Regions from separate parts of the Mus musculus genome. Here region 1 is linked to region 2. Evidence: chromatin contacts called from public Hi-C data. All regions are on one chromosome and are shown on one strand. Each heading gives the region's core, a stretch centred on a gene start, on an enhancer-like site or on the middle of the called end of the contact. The rest is flanking DNA. Distances are from core to core; before and after follow the strand shown.

Region 1 (4,618 bases), core at 936-3,435, 52 kb after region 2:
CTGGCCACTTGTCAACTAGATCTACGTTTCCAAGAGCAAAGCAGTTCACGTCTTCAGGAATGTTTAACGCAATGTCTTCCTGATTGCGCCCTTCTCTGCTGGGAAGGCAATACAATATTGTCCAAAAGAAACGAGGATTAAGAAACCTGAGTCTGGGCTCTGATTTCACCACTAACTCTGTAACCCTGGAGATCTGCTACTTCCCTGCCCTTGGTATTCTAACAGAGGGAAGGACAGAGCAGGAGAGGGAGGGAGGAAACAGGAGAGAAAGAGACAGAGCGGAGAAGGAAGGAAAGAGGAGAGAGCAGGAGGAGGGAGGGAGGGAGGAAGGGAGGGAGGGAGGGAGGGAACAGCGGGCAGGGAGAGAGAAGGCAAGTGCGGTCAGTCAGATGATTAGGGACTGCACGCTGAAATCTCTTTGCAGCTCTTCCCAGCCAGCGTTTGTATCTGTGCTTGCTAACCTTGTTCATAGCAAACTCCTGTCACATCGGCTTCAGTGAGCAAAGAATAATGCCCCAAATAACCTCCTCTCCTCCTGCAATCTCTGCCCAAGAATTGGCATCCATACATCTGGAGGAGAGGAAGTTTCTATGCCAAGCTCACAGATGGGGATGCATGTTGACTCCCCAAGGACCTCAGGGAAGATGTGCAGAGCAAATGTCCCTTGGAAATCACGACATGAGCCCATAGGTCGGAGGAGCTGTGTTGTTAGAAGATGCAAATAGAAGGCTGCTACCATTCCACACAGTGTACAGTCAGCCAGTGTACATCAAGCAGAGACGAACCAATTGACTAGGAACACAACAGGGCACAAAATGAAGCCCTTGTACTCATAAGGTCTGCAGGCAAGTGGGGAAGGATTTCAATAAAACAAACATGTGTGCAAATGTGTATACATGTAGATGCATTATGTACACATATGTGTGTGTACCTGTGTATGCATCTATATGTGTGTGTGTGTGTGTGTGTGTGTGTGTGTGTGAAAACAGTTAAAGGAACAGAAAGTTGTATTGAGAATATGGAAGAAAAGTTGAAAGCAAGTTGCAATTATGAACAGTGCATGTCAGGTACAGATATAGCTCATTTGACCATGTTACCTAGCATGCCCAAAGCCCTGAGTTCAGTTTTCCTGTATCTCATAAACTAGGTATGTGATATACACCTGTAACTCTAGCACACGGGAGGTGAAGTCAGGAGGATCAGAGGTTCAAGGTCATTCTTGGGCATGTAGCAACTTAGAGACCAGTCTGGAATACATAAGACACTGACTCTAATTAATCAGTGAGAGTGGAGTTGCACTTGATTAACTAAGTCACATATAAACAAAGAACTGAACAACAGGGACAAGAGGCATGTGGAGAAGAGCACTCTAAGCAGGACAGTAAGTGCAGACTGTGAGGTGTGTCTCTGAGATGAGTGAGGAGGTCACTGGGGCTGACTCAGGTCATCAAGGCAGAGACTAGCGGGATGGGTCTGACGGCGTGAGAGCAAAGCGTTGCTCGCAGGATGGACAATGTGTGCGCTTTGGCTTTTATTCTGAGCAATGTGGTGATCTACTGAATGATTCTTAGCAAAGAACGCCATGACTTAACTTGTCTTAAAACAATCTCTAAAGCTAAGTATGTCCATAGAGGTGGTGGCAGAAACTCCCGTCAGCTGTTTATACATTACCCAATGGGCTAGGGAGACGGTTCGATGGATAAGCACGCTGGCTATGGAGACAAGAAAATCTGAATTTGAATCCCTAGCACCCACATAAAAGCTGGCACAGCCATGCCTGTAACTCTAGCACGGGGGCGGGGAGGAGGAAGGGTGGGCAGAGACCGACAGGCTGATCCTGGGAACTCACTGGCCAGCCAGAGTAGCTGAAACAGCAAGCCTTCCTTAGGTTCAGTGAGAGACTTTGTCTCAAAAAATAACCTGGTTGGCCATAGAGTAAGACACCTGAATCCTTCTCCAGCCTGTCTAAATACACACACACACACACACACACACACACACACACACACACACCTTTATATACACTACATCCACACAACACACATGAAAACAGATAGGCTTCCCTAAGCACAAAAAGCATCAAGGAACAAAATGAGGAACTAGGTTCTGAGTGCATTTTGGAAGAAGAGCCAGCAGAATGTGACATAGATGCAATGCAGGGAGTGGGGGTGTGAGGAAGTGAGGCATGGCTGCTAAGTTTCTGAGCCGAGCAACTAGAGAAGCAGCTGTGGGTGGAAGACATTGGAGGCAGGGGGTGACCCCCAAGGTCAGTTCTGGGCATGCTGACTGTGCAGTGCATGTTGGGAAACAGAGAGGAGATGAACAAAAAGTTCTGGAAGTAGAGGGAAAGTCCTTGCTAGGGGTATAAATTTAGGAGTTGATGACGTCATTTCCTGGCTAAGCTCAAGTGTAGGAGTTAATGGCAATGTACAGCATTTAAATCTACAAGCCTGGGGGTGCCTGGGGAGTGCTGGGGAAAAGAGATCCCTCAGCTGAGGGGTAAAGGCTCCCCAACATTAAGAGGATCAGAAGAGAAGGAGGAGGCATGGAAAAAACTGAGAGCTGTACCCCAAGACAGGAGGCATAGGAAAGAGAGGGTGCTCAGAAAGGCAGAAGAAGGAAGTGGGGGCTGTCCCTGATAAAGATGGGAGCTCAAGGTCGTGTGCATAGTGCTGTCATTACAGAGATGTCAGGGGTGGGCAGATGCAAGCAGGTGGCAGTGGATCGATGGCTTCGGGAGCTAGGGCTGAGCACTGGAGTAACACGCAGTGAATCTGGCATATCCTTTGGAGATTAGGAAAATATTCTGGGATTAGAAATTGCTGATGTATCCACAGATTTATGAATGAATGAATGAAAAACCTAGCTGGATGTGGTGGTTCGTCCCTATGAGCCCAACACTCAGGAGGACCATAAAGTTAAGGCTAGCCTGGGCTACAGAAAGAAACCTGTCTCAAAAAAGAAAAAGAAAAAATACTAAGTTGCACGCTTTAGAAAAGTGAGTCTCATGGGACATAAATTAGACCTCTTTTTTAATATGCAAAACAGTGAAGCCTCTGGCTTGACCATGGGATGTAGCTATGTGGATAGCAATGGCAAGAGCTGCTAGTGGTCACTAGCTTGATGAGAAGGAGGGGAGGAGAATGGTGACCTCAGAGCACAGATGTTAACATAACAGCTGGGGTGTAACAACACACGCCTGCTATGCTGAAATGTGTTCCCGGAGGCTTGCAAAAAAGGAGCTCATATCAAACTCACTATTTTGAGACTGGTAAATAAGGGGAGGAAATTATCTTGAGGTTGATAGAGAGATAGAGGAGAGCCATTGGAGAGAGAAAACTTCAGCAAAGAAAACAGTACAAGACAGCCCAGAGATGGGACAAAAGGAGACCTTTGGGAAAGGGGAATTTTCTGGACCAATGCTCTAGTGTGAGCATCAGACAGCTCCCTCAAGCACAGCCAACAGTATGATCTCCCAACAATATTATGCCAGAGAAAGGGATTTCTTAGCAGAGAAAACCTGTCACCTAGTTTGCTACATTCAAGGGATGCCAAGACTCATATGAACCTGCAGTACTTCCCGTGCCTAGGGACTCAGCCTTGAAAAGATTGCTTTCTCTGGGCCATGATTACTCTTTACCAATAACATCTCCACTTCACCTAAAATAATCTACCACAAGGGCCTTTCTGTGATCTTGAAAAACTATGTTTAGCTTTTTAAAGAGGAAATAATACTGAAATCAAAGTCCATAACCCCATTGCCCAGACACCGTTTCTCTTCTCAATAGACATAGTGTAATAAGTAGAAACCTCCCCTACCATGCAGTTTTATTCTCTATAGATAACCACAGCTCTTTATCTTTGAAGCAAAAAAAAAAAAATACACCTCTTATAAATAGTTGAATTAAAATTTATACACAAAGCCAGGATGCTCCAATTCTCTACCTTGCCCCTTACTGTTTCCTATCTTGGCAGTCCTCGCCAGCCCATTTATTTGAATGGTCACGGTGCACTTTTAAAAAGTGCTTTGAACTTTATCGTATCTAAGTCTCATCAAAATACAGTGAGAAAAGAATATCTCTATTTTGCAGACAAGGAAACTGACCCAGAAGGAGATTAAGTGGCCGGTTGGAAGTCTCAAGGGAGCCGAAGTTGAGGTAACGGTAGACGCTGGCTTCCTCTTACTCACTGTACCGCTGCGCCCCCCAGTGGCACTCAAATGACATTTCCGCCCGCAGCTCCACAGTTGCCATACATTGTATCTTCTGCGAGGACACATTTTGTCCTCAGAGTCCTTCAGTTTTTAAGAAACATTTCATCTGAGCTAAGACCATCACACTCTAAGGTAATATGTATCTTTATCCGCTCTTCCATCTGGCAGTTTAAGGAAATCTTATTATAATTTCACTTATCACAACCAGAAAACTCTGAGATGGAGGGGGAGCAGGAGCAGGAGGAGGCGCAGGAGGAGGAGCAGGAGGAGGGGCAGCCGCCTGACACTGCCTAGATGACCGGGAACCAAAGGTAGGACGGCCAAGAGAACCAGAATAGAACCAATATAACTGAAAATAAAGTCAGTGAAATGATTCCTAATGAGGTTCTGCTATACTGGGAGATC
Region 2 (4,425 bases), core at 133-2,632:
GTTGTCTTTTTTAGAAGGACATACAAAGATTATTTTGGAAAGCTTGGAAAAAAAAGAAGGCTTGCAGCTTTACCAGACAGTCAGGAAGGGTAATTGGTTTCTCTGAAAAGCAGTGACTGCTCAAGTTCTACCCATAGAAGTAGGTACCTAGGGGAGAGACAGATCATTTATAAACCACAAAACAGTACTTTCTGATAGATATAGCACTTCACTTGAAGTGGACTTTAAGAATTGTTTCAAATGGCTTAAGTTAATCCCTAACATAGCTGAGCTTTTAGAAGGCTTCCTTATGATAAAACCACGTGTTCATGTTTTTTTTTTATCAATGCATTGTAAACATTTTATTGTCGTTAAACACTCCTAGATCATGGTCACACAATCTGTTGAAATGTTTCCAACCATTGAAACTTGTTTCACACACTTCATTCTCTTGTATTTCTCCAAATAAGTACATGATATCAAACGAATATTTTTTTTAAAAACTATTTAAATACTGCTTGTGAAGAAAAAGACCTTTCTCATGAATAATTTTTTAGTCAGATATACTTTACCTCACTAAATGGATACAGTTGATGGGAACAAGAGTCCATACTCTGGCTTAAAGCTTGGATTTGCTAGTCTAAAACTGGTTTAGAAACTTCAACTGTCCATACGCAGAGTGAGGTTATCATTACATTTCTCAGAGGTAATTTTGTAGGTGGGCTTATCTCCATAGCAAAGCTATAGTGGCTAAAGTTTTGTCTTTCACATAAGTCCTATATTTAATAATAATATTTTGTTGTTATCTAAGTTTGTTTTCATTTTGGACAATAAAGTATATGTTCATATTGATATTTTTTATTAAAATTAAATTTATTATTTGGGAAAAGCACTGTCTTGTCTTTCACTTTTCAAAAGTATCTCCAAAATAGATTTTAATATCTGCATGATATTCTAATAGATGCAGATTTTCTTTTGATAAGATTTCTTTATGTTATTTTAAATTTTTAACTTTTACTTTTATTTGTACAAGTCTGTGCATGAGCACAAATATATATGCATGTAACAGTGCCAGAGAAAGCCAAAAGGGTTCATCAAATCCTCTGGAACTGGTTGTGACCCTCCCAAGATGGGAGCTGGGAATCGAATTCACACACTCTGAAAGACCAGCAAGCGTGCTAATCACTAAGCCATCTACCTCTCCACTCCTGGTTTCTCTCATTTTAACAATGATTGCATCTTTATTTTTGCCAAGTTTTTGGTTAGCCTTTAAAGACAAAGTCATAAATGGCAACTACAGAGCCAAAAAAGGTCTGAGTGCAGTGAAGCATTGGCCTCAGGGGGCCCTTCTCAGCTCCTCCTCTGGTTCTGTTAACACTCAGTGCTCTGGGATCCTTTTCCTAAGGCCCACTTCCTCTGATAAGGTTTTCCATTTGGTCACCAATGGTTTTAGATCAGCTGCTAAGGGAGATGTGAAACATCTGGGTGAAAATGGCTTTTGAGGGAAATTTTCAATATCCAGATGGTTCTTTCCCTCTCAAAAGTTCCTCCAAAACAAGGAAGAGAAGAAACAGAAACTTCACATAAAGTCAGTAAGTAGACGGAGAAAAGATAAATGACTTATCAGAAGAGTGAAAGGTCAAACCTAAGACACACAAGGGAAGACGCCTGTGGAATGAAAGCGAAACTGTCCCCAAGAACGCCAGAAGAATCAGGAAATGTAAGTATGAGAGAGAAGAGAGGAATAGACCAGCGACAGCAGCTGAACCCCGAGATGCTTGCCAGATCAAACTGGTTCCCCTTCCCAGCAGAACAGATGGACCATTTCTGCTGAAACAGAACCAGAATTGTTCGAATCTAGATGAGAGTGGCTTAAGGCATAGAGAATAGTGTAAAAAGCAGAGCTAAGCGGAGATAAATGAAAATCTGCACATTGACTAAAATAACCTTAGCCCCTTCCACCACAGTGTGATGGGAGCCAGGCTCCTGAAACATTGGGCAGAGACTAGATAAGTCCTTCCTGAAGACGGTGAATGGTAGATGAGCAATACCCACAGATGCCAACACACGGGGATTGCTGACAGCAAACAAGTCTTGCAAACATACACACATGCACACACACACACACACACACACACACACACACACACACGTACGTGCGTGCTAATTCATTCAATTCATACTTTTGGAAGGATGCTGTTCTGGGTACATGGGACTGAAAAACAACCAAAACAGAAATCTCTCTCTTCACAGAGCTTCCATCCTAGTGAAAGAAAACAAACAATAAATACAACAAACAATAAATTATATAGTTTAGGGAGAAAGTAAAGCCAGAAAGTAGGGGAGGAGATGCCAGAAAGTGTTCACATATACATGTATGTATAAAACCATATGTGACATAAAAGTAGAAAGGCAAGTATTTGGGGGACCAGTGAGAGCAGGGAGAGGGCAAAGGAAGGTCATGAAGGTGACTAAGCAAAGTACAGTGGAGGCAGGCACATGTCGGTGGATGAACACGTCATAGGGAGACTCATTATTTGGTATGCATACCAAAAAATAGTCTTAACAGGCAGTGGTGGTGCACACCTTTAAACCCAGCACTTGGGAGGCAGAGGCAGGCAGATTTCTGAGTTCGAGGCCAGCCTGGTCTACAGAGTGAGTTCCAGGATAGCCAGGGCTACACAGAGAAACCTGTCTCAAAAAAACAAAACAAAAATAATAATAAATTGTCTGTCTTAAAGGATCTCAAAGAAATAATAAAAGATATTTTACTCTTTCAGTAGTAATTATATAAAGTTTTAAAGTAGCAATCCAAGAACAACACAAACTCTTCTGGATTAAAGATATGTGGAACTTGACACCGCTTTCTGGCCTGCTGGAATGTGAATGTTCTATACCACGTGATCCCATTGCTATGGGCCAAGATGTTCTACTCCACCTTCCCCACCATGACAGACTTAAACCTTCTGAGAGCATCCAGTGGAGAACTGTGAGAAACATCATTAAGTTACAATGGGAATAGTATTTCAGAAAACTGGCCGGGTAGCTTCCCACGAAAGAAGGAACCGATGTTGGTTTCCAGCCTAATAACGTCATAAAACAATAATTACAAAAGGAAGCTCTGTGTCTGGTGACCTCCAGCAGGCAGGAGAGAACAATGTGGCCACGTGCACTGGAGTCTTGACGGCGGGTCAGTGGGAGAGCTCCTCTGTCCTTCCTAGCTGAGTCCTCAGCGAGCCCTGAGCAGAGTAGCCAAGCCTGCTCCAACAGAGATCATGTGCAGCTCAGGAGGTGCTTCTTGCTGCACAGTGTGCCCACCAACCCATCTGACTCTACATTAAGGATGAGCCCAGATGAAGTGGTTCATCTGGAAGGCTGGAGGCTCCTCACCATCATTCCTGCAGTATTTAACAATGACCTCAGTGACTGTTGGATGGATCAGAGGTGATACAGCTATAGACCAGGGGCTATGACTATGGTGTAGCTTTAGTGGCTTGGAAGTCCCTTTACAATGTCAGATGTATTAAAAATGCCTCCATTGCACACTAAAAATACTATCTTAGTATACAAGATTGAAAGAATTTAGAAAAGTTTTACTTAAATTTTTTAGTTGGCATATAGTTGCTGGGTTTCACTATGACATTTTTCTTTGAATGTGTGTGTATGTATAATTATACACCAGATAAATAAAATTAAAAGTTATTTTTTAAATTGTAGTGTCTAAAAATAATAAAATTGCAGAATCTAAAATTTTATCTCTAATATAAAATTTTACAGAAAACTACTGAAGAGTTAATTTTCACCAAAATAGAAGTATTAACAAGAGAACAGAAGAATCAATATAAACTAACAGTGTTTCTCAGCCTGCAGTTCATGACCTCTTTGGGAGTCTCACTATCAAATAGCTGTAGAGTGGGTAATTACATCACAATTCATAGCACTAGCAAAAAGACAGTTATGACATAGCAACCAAACCGTGCTATGGCTGGGGGCAACCAGAACGTAAGGAACTATATTAAAGGGTTGCAGCAGGTTGGGAACTACTGTTCTAGAAGAAACTATACAGGGAGAGACAAAAGGGCTTCTCAGGATGATTGCAGGGGCTCCTCAGAGCATAGCATGTGGCCCTAGAGCCCCCAAAAATAGTATTATATAAATGTTTTTGTGTAATGAATACCTAGAACGATGTCCTCAGAATTGAAGGTGGTTGCTTCTTTGATAGGAAAAAGCAGTGGGGCTGATGGTTTTGTTCTTAGCATTATTTCCATCTTAAAATGTAGAGTAAGTGATTTTGCCAGTAGTAAAACTTGCTCTTAAAAAATGTTAAAACGTAATTTGGTGATATCACAGGGGAAAAACATAACAAGCCGTGAAATTAGAAGAGAAAACTATCTTGTCATAAACAGAGCACTAAACATTACATAATGCTACCATAACTCCTCAAAA

The links. Hi-C and Micro-C count contacts between places; a contact is called where the count stands out from the background.
Region 1: a contact with region 2 is called in a Hi-C map of uterus, with 3 times the contacts expected there. The contact joins the promoter of 4831407H17Rik here to the enhancer-like site in region 2. A contact is called at or near these places in 15 of 484 Hi-C or Micro-C datasets (Th1 cells, bone marrow, bone marrow-derived dendritic cells and 11 more) and 3 of 115 datasets of contacts at active chromatin or transcription factors (bone marrow-derived macrophages, embryonic stem cells and heart atrium).

Annotation. Positions count from the first base shown.
Region 1 is chr14:30,455,851-30,460,468 of GRCm38.p6, forward strand. It overlaps 4831407H17Rik (RIKEN cDNA 4831407H17 gene), which reads left to right and starts at 2,186. Exons shown (of 4, transcript NR_131095.1): 1 at 2,186-2,266; 2 at 4,092-4,157; 3 at 4,239-4,524. It also overlaps a transcript of Cacna1d not described here.
Region 2 is chr14:30,404,294-30,408,718 of GRCm38.p6, forward strand. It overlaps a transcript of Cacna1d not described here. Among named protein-coding and RNA genes, the nearest start is that of 4831407H17Rik, 52 kb to the right of the region's middle. Within about 2 kb of position 1,383, at least 70 of the 459 cell types and tissues checked have an H3K27ac peak or open chromatin away from gene starts, as enhancers often do. A contact at or near this core is called in Th1 cells, bone marrow-derived dendritic cells, bone marrow-derived macrophages and 5 more, where this site is marked.